2 separate regions of the Drosophila melanogaster genome follow, and region 2 is linked to region 1. A link is a contact called in public Hi-C data. All regions are on one chromosome and are shown on one strand. Each heading gives the region's core, a stretch centred on a gene start, on an enhancer-like site or on the middle of the called end of the contact. The rest is flanking DNA. Distances are from core to core; before and after follow the strand shown. Region 1 holds the start of CG4301. Region 2 holds the start of CG13014.

The links. A called contact is a pair of places that touch in the nucleus more often than the background predicts.
Region 2: a Hi-C map of the Kc167 cell line shows a contact between it and region 1, with 5 times the contacts expected there. The contact joins the promoter of CG13014 here to the promoter of CG4301 in region 1. A contact is called at or near these places in 6 of 107 Hi-C or Micro-C datasets (the Kc167 cell line, cellular blastoderm embryo and embryo).

Annotation. Positions count from the first base shown.
Region 1 is chrX:16,403,832-16,407,609 of dm6, forward strand. It overlaps CG4301, which reads left to right and starts at 1,678. Exons shown (of 9, transcript NM_001258783.2): 1 at 1,678-1,901. The coding sequence starts at 1,899. CG9981 reads right to left here and starts at 1,291. Exons shown (of 9, transcript NM_001272682.2): 1 at 958-1,291; 2 at 666-884.
Region 2 is chrX:16,585,544-16,589,650 of dm6, forward strand. CG13014 reads left to right here and starts at 2,330. Exons shown (of 1, transcript NM_132906.3): 1 at 2,330-3,387. The coding sequence starts at 2,565. The coding sequence ends at 3,263. It overlaps CanA-14F (Calcineurin A at 14F), which reads right to left and starts at 1,122. Exons shown (of 2, transcript NM_001258788.2): 1 at 751-1,122. SMC3 (Structural maintenance of chromosomes 3) reads right to left here. Exons shown (of 5, transcript NM_078650.3): 4 at 4,084-4,107; 5 at 3,453-4,009. The coding sequence ends at 3,797.

The DNA of each region.
Region 1 (3,778 bases), core at 428-2,927:
TATTAATAATGAAATTGAATTTTAATATTTTTGGCTGCCATATCATCGATTTGGCCATTCCTCTTCAAACCATGTCGAACTGCTGTAAGCATTCAAAGATTGCTTCACACCAAATGTGCCAACGCTTTCCCTTAACTGATTAGTACTATCGCCTTTCTTAAATTCGAATATCAAATCCAGCTGATATCGGCTTACATACTACCCTAATCACTGGTCTAATCAGCTAAACACTTAGATTATAGCAGTGGCACTTGGGGCTATTTTCAAAAGTAAATGAAGGTCTTTGAGCTATGGACTCTCTGCTTCTGGGCATTCGTAGACAACTATAGAGCCGACTAGGCGATACCCTATAATTACTTCTTGTTTATTTGATATGTGGGCAAGAAAGAACTAAAAGTAAGTATTTTAAGCCCGAAAATATAGTGTAAATTATACCCAATGGTGTAATTTATAATCTATAATCTATATGATAAACTTTTTCCCGAATGTGGAAATGAATGTCGTTGTTGATTTTCGATCAGCTTAAAAGCTAACGCCATAAAGCTTTTGCTAAAGCTTAAATGGGTTACCGTCTCTGGCAAAGCTTTAACATAAAAAATTTACATTCTTTATTTTATTGAAATTCTTATAAAAATCAAGAGTTAATTAAAAAATAGAAAATTAACTTAAAACTGACATTGTTAGTTAGCTATGTTAAGAGGTATTAATAGGGCAAATATGGAGGATGCTTGAAAACATTCGATATGTTTAAAATATTACTCATCCGCCATGTTGGCTTATCCTCCATTGCTAGCTTATGCTTAAGATCATGGCCTCTGTTCTCCACGAATGCCTTCTGATGGGTGGTTTTCCTATGGCTCCAAAGTGCATGTAATTATCATATTCTGTAATTGATTATCATATCATACGTTTGCCATTCACAACTTACTTAATATCTCCTCCGTAATGGTAGCTTACACCAAAATGCAAAAATGCAACATAGATAGGATTATTATATTTGACTTCCTTTCTTTTCTTATCGTATAGTCTTCATACCATTCGCGAATAGTTTACCATTGACTCATGTCGAAGCCCGTTATAAGTTTCATCGGTCATGGAACATTCGCTTTTGGGATAAGTGAGTCAATGTGGAAGTTGCACGATTTTAGATAGGCTTGTCCGTAAGCCCCGACGGATATGTAATGTGTTCGTGTGTGAAGTCCGTTCAATGCGTTCAATGTTGAGCGATAAGATTGTTGTTATCGACATTATCTCTTCTACAAAACCGCTGGCTTATTCGCTCGCGAGAGCGAAAAAAACAAAATCTATATTAAAAAATAAACAAAAAATGAGCTAAGAGAGTAGCTCTGAGGATCGTATGGCCCAGCATGGTACTACCAACTATTAAAGAGTGCCAATGCACTGACTATGAACGCATTTAGGAATATGTATCTAAATGTTGGTAAAACCCCGGCCTGGGTGCGATATGGGTACGGTATGGGTTTGGCTATGGGAATAAATAATGGCGTATATATGCACACATATATATATTTATATATATACATATATATAATATACATGAACATGCATGGAAAGGTCCGCCAGGCTAGCCCATGTGAATGGCGACTTTGTTCGTGGTATCGGTATCAACAATTCTTCGACAGTTTGCCAATAGATCAGTTTGCGCGTGGAAGGTCTCTCTTTCCTTTCGATTCTGTGTACAATAATCTATATGTATAGTATATATACAAAAGTCTATATATATTATATCTGTGATCCATAAGCGGTCTTGTACATACATATATTTTATTTCGCCCGCAAAGCTCGCTGTTTGTTTACCCGTTTGTTTGGCCAGAGGACTTCCGGTGCAAAACGACTCAGCACTACAACTCTTCAAACTCAAATTAATCGCCAGAAAAATGGTAGGTTTGACCATCGCTCAGATATTTCAACTAAGAAAACATTCTGGCATTCGAATATTTTTACATTCTGCAACAAATTAGCATAGCTTCATGGGTTTTGAAGAATCGTGTGTGTGTGTGTGTGTGTGCGAAAAGATTATGTTTTAATATTTAAAAAAAAAACCAACTATTCAATTTACAAAACTATCTCAAAGACCTACGACTTAAGACTTAATACGCCAATTAAATTGTGAAATACAAGGTGGTCGTGTAAAGCTATCGTTCTCCACTACATATGGCCTTTAAAGTGATAAAGCTTTGTGATAAAAGAACTGCCCCTGGATGTCGTCGATATCCGTATCTCTCTTATCGAAATTTATGGACCGTAAAATGACGAGAAGATGTTGAATTTGGATAGAATTTAACCACGATCATGGTGACGAACGGCTGGATGGATATACGTATATATATCTTACGCTCTGCACTACAGTGAACCCAACCCAAGTGGGAAACATGCCATCCAAATGTCGCTCCAAATGTATCCCGGGCACGGTGCCGATTAGTCAGCTGATGTGCTCGCCACCTAGATATACGTACTCATAATCTTATCAGTTTTTTGGCAGTCTACATATAGGCGGTTAGATATGGGTGGGTCTCGCTGCTCCGGAAAGCTTCAATACTGGCTGCTCCAAGAAGAGAATGTACACTGGGTGAGGATATGGGAGGGACTATGGACCCGGTGCTCTTGCACGGATCTCAGTTAATCAGTTGAGCAAGTACGTCTTGGCAGACGGTGGCTCTCATGAGCACGTGCACGTTGTTCGCTGTTAACTGAAAGCAAAAGACTCGAATGCATTGCACTCCCTAAACATCTATCATCTGATAGCCAATAATAGCGTGTTGCGTACCATTATAACAATAACAACGCACCGAGTGCAACAATCATGTTAACTCGATGGAACACTACTTTCAAACACCTCGGAGAGGATTGGTCTATCCTGAACGAGAGTGTGCGAGCTTCGGCAATTGGAAATTGATCGGAAATAACTTACTCATCGGAATCTAGCGAAGAGATTACCTGGCTAGTCGGCTATTGGTTTCAAAAAAAAAAACAAAAAAAAAAAAGTAAAGACGAAAAAAAAAAAACTGTTATTACCGATAAGCAATACGACGAATTCGTGGTAACGAAGTATTTTAGAGAGATACCAAAATCGGTCAGTTTTAGTCAGTTATGCTATTGTTTCGCGTCGGTGCCACATTGTCCCCAATACCTCTCAACAATTGTTAATGAACCTCGTGAGGATTGAAGCCCCAGCGCAGTGGATAAAGTCAAGGGATCATCATGGGCAAGTTCTTCGAGAGATTGTTTCAGAAAAGGGTGAGTCCACAGCTCGATGTTGTGTAATATCAACAGCAAAAAAAAAACAGTGAACATAAGGTTTTCTTCAGTACATGTACATACGTGTGTGAGTGTGTCTCCAAATCCATCAGTGAATTTCTATATATTAGATAAGCCTCAGCTATAAAGCAACGTCGTTTGTCGATATGCGAGTGTGAAAAATAGATAGCGTCGCTTAGATAAAGTGGATTGCAACTTTATAATCTTGGATCTCCATCGCACGATTCTTTTGGCTGGCTTGGAAATCCCGAGTTTTTCCAATTGGTTTTTAATCTCCACCAATGGTTGGGTTTTTCAAAATATTTGGGTTTTTTTTTTGGTTTTCTTTTCCTAAGTTGACTGATCGACATTTACATGTGACAACGTGTGAGTCAGTCTTTATTTAGCGCTGTTATAATATTTAAACAATTTATGGTAAAGCTAATGTTTTTCAAATGCAAATCTCTGAAAAGTGCCCAAGAGAGTTTTCATGAACAGTTTGGCTATGTTTAATAGAAAA
Region 2 (4,107 bases), core at 1,080-3,579, 180 kb after region 1:
AGAGAGATCTGGGAAACAAAAAGAGAGAGCGCCAAATTGGACAAACAAATTTCAAAGAAACGCACAGAAAGAAACACAGTTTTTATGAAACAAATTGATGTTTCATAGATAAATAGTTTCTTATCGTTTGGCATATAGAATATGCGATTAACTTTTCTGCTTAACTTTCCAATTTGATAGAGACAAAATATAATGGCCAAACGAGTTATTTGAGACTTTTTAATACCATTTATTTCAAATATATCATTTAACGAAATATGAAGCTAAAATGGTTGAAATACTTTAATTAATTATAATATATTTCTGACTGTGCATTCAACGTCGGCAGAGACTGCGCAGCAGCAGAGCTGGCAAAAAACAGTAAAAAAAAAGGAGAAAAAACAGAACAGAAACATACACATACACACACACACACACATTGAGAAAAGCGAAGGAAGAACCGTTATGTGCTGCTGCTACAGCATGAAAATTTCGTAGCTTTTGGTGTCCTGCCACTCACACACACTAGCACACAGACGCAGGACGAGGAGAGCCGTAATTTACGTGCGGCTCTCTTCGAGAAAATCTCTTGTTTGCACACACACACACACATAGGCACACACGAAAGTTTTCTTGTTGAATTTTACTGATATTTCCATTCCATCAGTTGCCTTTGGCAGCCTTTTTCGGTTATAATTATTCTTGTTTCACTTGTTCTTGCTGTTTTTTGCACACGAAAAAAATTTGTTTGTTGGGGATGTATGTACGTACAGCTTCAGCTGAAATTTCATCGCTTTTCATCACACACACCAAAGATGACTAATAAGAGAAAAAATGTTGCCTATGTATACATATATAATGTACACCCACACACACACATGTGCTGTGTGTATCATGTTATTTTACCCGTTGCACTCGCGTATTTTCGCTGTTGTTTTTCCTTCTTTTTTTTCGGGCCCAAAAATCGACAGGAAAATTAATTGAAACGGGCATGGGCGGACATTGACATTGCGCTTTTTTTTCCTCCTTTTTATTTCATATTTTGTATTTTTTTTGCCCGTTTAATGCAATTAATGTATGTATGCACACACAACAAAAAAAAACATTTCACGTCTTGGCCCGTTCTTATTGGAATATGTACACATACAGCTGTATGTATGCATATGTATATCGGTATATGTATATGCGCGCGTGTGGCTGGGCATGTGTGCGTGTGTTTGTTGGTGGTTTGAAACTGCTCCAAGCCTCCCATTTGCGTCTGTGTGCGTGCGTGTGTTGCACAATTGTATGGGGGCGGGGCGGTCGAGGATGTTGGGGGAGGGGTTCAGGGGGCAGGATGATGGAGGAGGATGAGAAGTAGAAAATAGCACGAGAAAAAAAACAGTGACTGCTTGCAATTTACCTTAACTTCGTTTTGCTTTTAGCTCGAAATTTTCACACTCGACGGTTTAAGCTTTTGTTTTTTCGCTATTCGCAATTCGTGTTAAACTTTTTACTTAATTTTTGTGTGTGTGTTGACGGAGCGCGTTCGAAATGCACACGGATATCTGATTTATACGGGAGATTAATAAAAAGTGCACGCGCGCAGCAGGGCAAATCGCAAATGTTGCACTCGATAACACGCTCGTTCGTTTTCCTTTCTTATAAGAAATCGATAGAGGCGTGATTTGTCTGGGCTTATCGAGGAGCGATTCCGATTGGACTGAATGCGGTGCGGTGTGACCGTTTCGCGGTGTATGGAAATATGAAAACTCTCAGTTGGATATAATATAATAGGGATGGAACAAAAAGCAACTAGCAGTTTTATTCAAATCGGATTGAAATTTTTAACAAATCAGTAATTTAAACCTAAAAACTTATAATATTGTAATTTAATTCGATGCAATAAAACACGACTTCTTAGGTTCGTAAATAATAAGAAAAAATGCACGGTTATATTGTTAACTGAAAATTACTTCCCTTTTCAAAAACCATAGCATACATTTTGCTGCATTGACATCAAAATAAGCCCATAAGAATATTTTTTCTTATTAGAAATTATACAATCTTAAAAACTTAAGTATTTTACTATATAATCCACTAGTATATAAAAATAACATCTGTATACGTTTTTGTCCACGTGAATGCTAGTTGATTAAATAAAAATGAAATGTTTGATCAACTATCTGTTGTAAACTTTTGTATTCTCCTTATGTAGAACTCGACCTATTACAAGTATGCTTTTACAAGAGGCATATTTATCCGGATGAACAGTCAAATTCAAAAAGGCATATTTCAAGGCTGTGTCCACACTTATACCGAATCCGTTATATTATCGAGGAATTTACGCTATCGATGAAAGAAACCACCTAAAAAATCCACGCTTATGTCGAAATACGATACTGATTTAATATTGACGTAAATCTTGTTATTGTTTTGATGCAACAAATATTTAATAAAGTTTAACTAAAGATCATTTATCCGCCGTTACATCGGCAACAAACTTGGTCGAGGAATCAAGTCGCCCGTCCGCAAACTGGACGGAAGATTTGCCACCTTGAGGTGGAATCACCGGCAACCGGCGTGATCGCTCTCAAGTCAAAACAATGGTGTCCAACAGAAGTCCTCCTCCGAATCATGGTCCCTTGCCGGGGTCCAGTGGTGGCACCTCCCTGCTAGCCCTGTGCCTGATCCACTTCGTCCTGGCCGTGATCTCCGGCTGGGGTCTGAAACGGAGCACCGGCAGCAAGGCGATGGCCGCCTTTGGGATCTACTTTGGCCACAGCCTGCTCTGCCTGCTGCGGCACACGCATCCCAATCCGGGCGCAGTGCAGCGTCTGCTGTGCGACAAGTCGAGACGTTACTCCTGCGTCCTATTTGTCACCCTGGTGGTGGGCGAGCTGCAGACCGTAAATCCGGCCACCCGAATGGGTGACTTCTTCGGCGCCGACTGGGAGCGTCTGGCCTTTGGACTGTGGAGCGCTGTACTGGCACTTGCAGTCACCAGCTTGTGGTTCGGCAACAGTCGCAGTCCACTGGGTGCCACATTCATAAAACTGGATGCCGCGCAATTGGGCCTCTGTGTTCTGTGGAATGTCCACTGTCTTTGGCGCATCGCCATCGTCGACGAGCACTGGTGGTCACTTGGCCTGGCCCTGCTTGTTCTGCTGAATCACTTTGTCCTGTGGCGACTGCCGCTGCACTACAACATCAGCCAATTGGAGGTGGCCACCGTGGGCATGTGCTTTAGCACCATCTTTGCGCTGAATGCCATCCAGGAGCAACTGGACGCTGTGGCCAGCTGAGAGTAGCTGGTCGGGCAACCAGGGACTGGAGCCTTGATTGCCAAGCTCTAAGACACCAACATTTAATTATAAGATGCACGTTGTTGAACAATTTTTTGAGTAATAAACCAGACTTCTTATTTCGAAACAATTATTGCATTGTTATCATACATACATAAAAGTGTGGAATTATATTGGATTAGACGGTTTCCTTTTGCATAAGCTTTTTAATACATATTTTCGTTTTAAATATAGTTTAAATTACTTCTCTATGCGCTTTATTACATATTGATCTGGGCTTGGAGTTTCTATACTCTCGGTTTTGTTCGCCGGCTCGAAGTGTTCCACGCAACGAGCACGGCCTAGCCGAAAACTAACTCTCATTGTTAAGGAAAATTAAATGTAGCAAGTATCGTTAGAAAGAAAACTATATATATATATATGTATACGATTTAAAAGAATGTGAAAACAAATCGTACGCCTACGAAACTAATAATTGGGGCGAGAGATGGTTGTGGTGGGTTGAGGGATGAGGTTTTGGGCGGGGCAATTTCCTAGGCGTGGGTGCTGTCGTCCTCGACGAAGTCCTTGGCCTCCTCCCTGGTCACACAATCAATGTGACTGACCTTATTTCGGAATCGCACGCCGTAGAACTTGTGCGCGTTCTCCAGCAATTCCGGCCGGAACGTTGTCGTAATGAACTGGGCAGTGTCGCTGAGCTCATGGATCATGTTCGCCACCGCCTTTCGATGCATTGCATCCAGCGCCTGCACAAAACATTAGTAGATCATTAGTCAATCAAATAAAGTAATGCGTAATTATAGGTAATGTGACGACTCACCTGATCTATCTCATCAAATAGGTA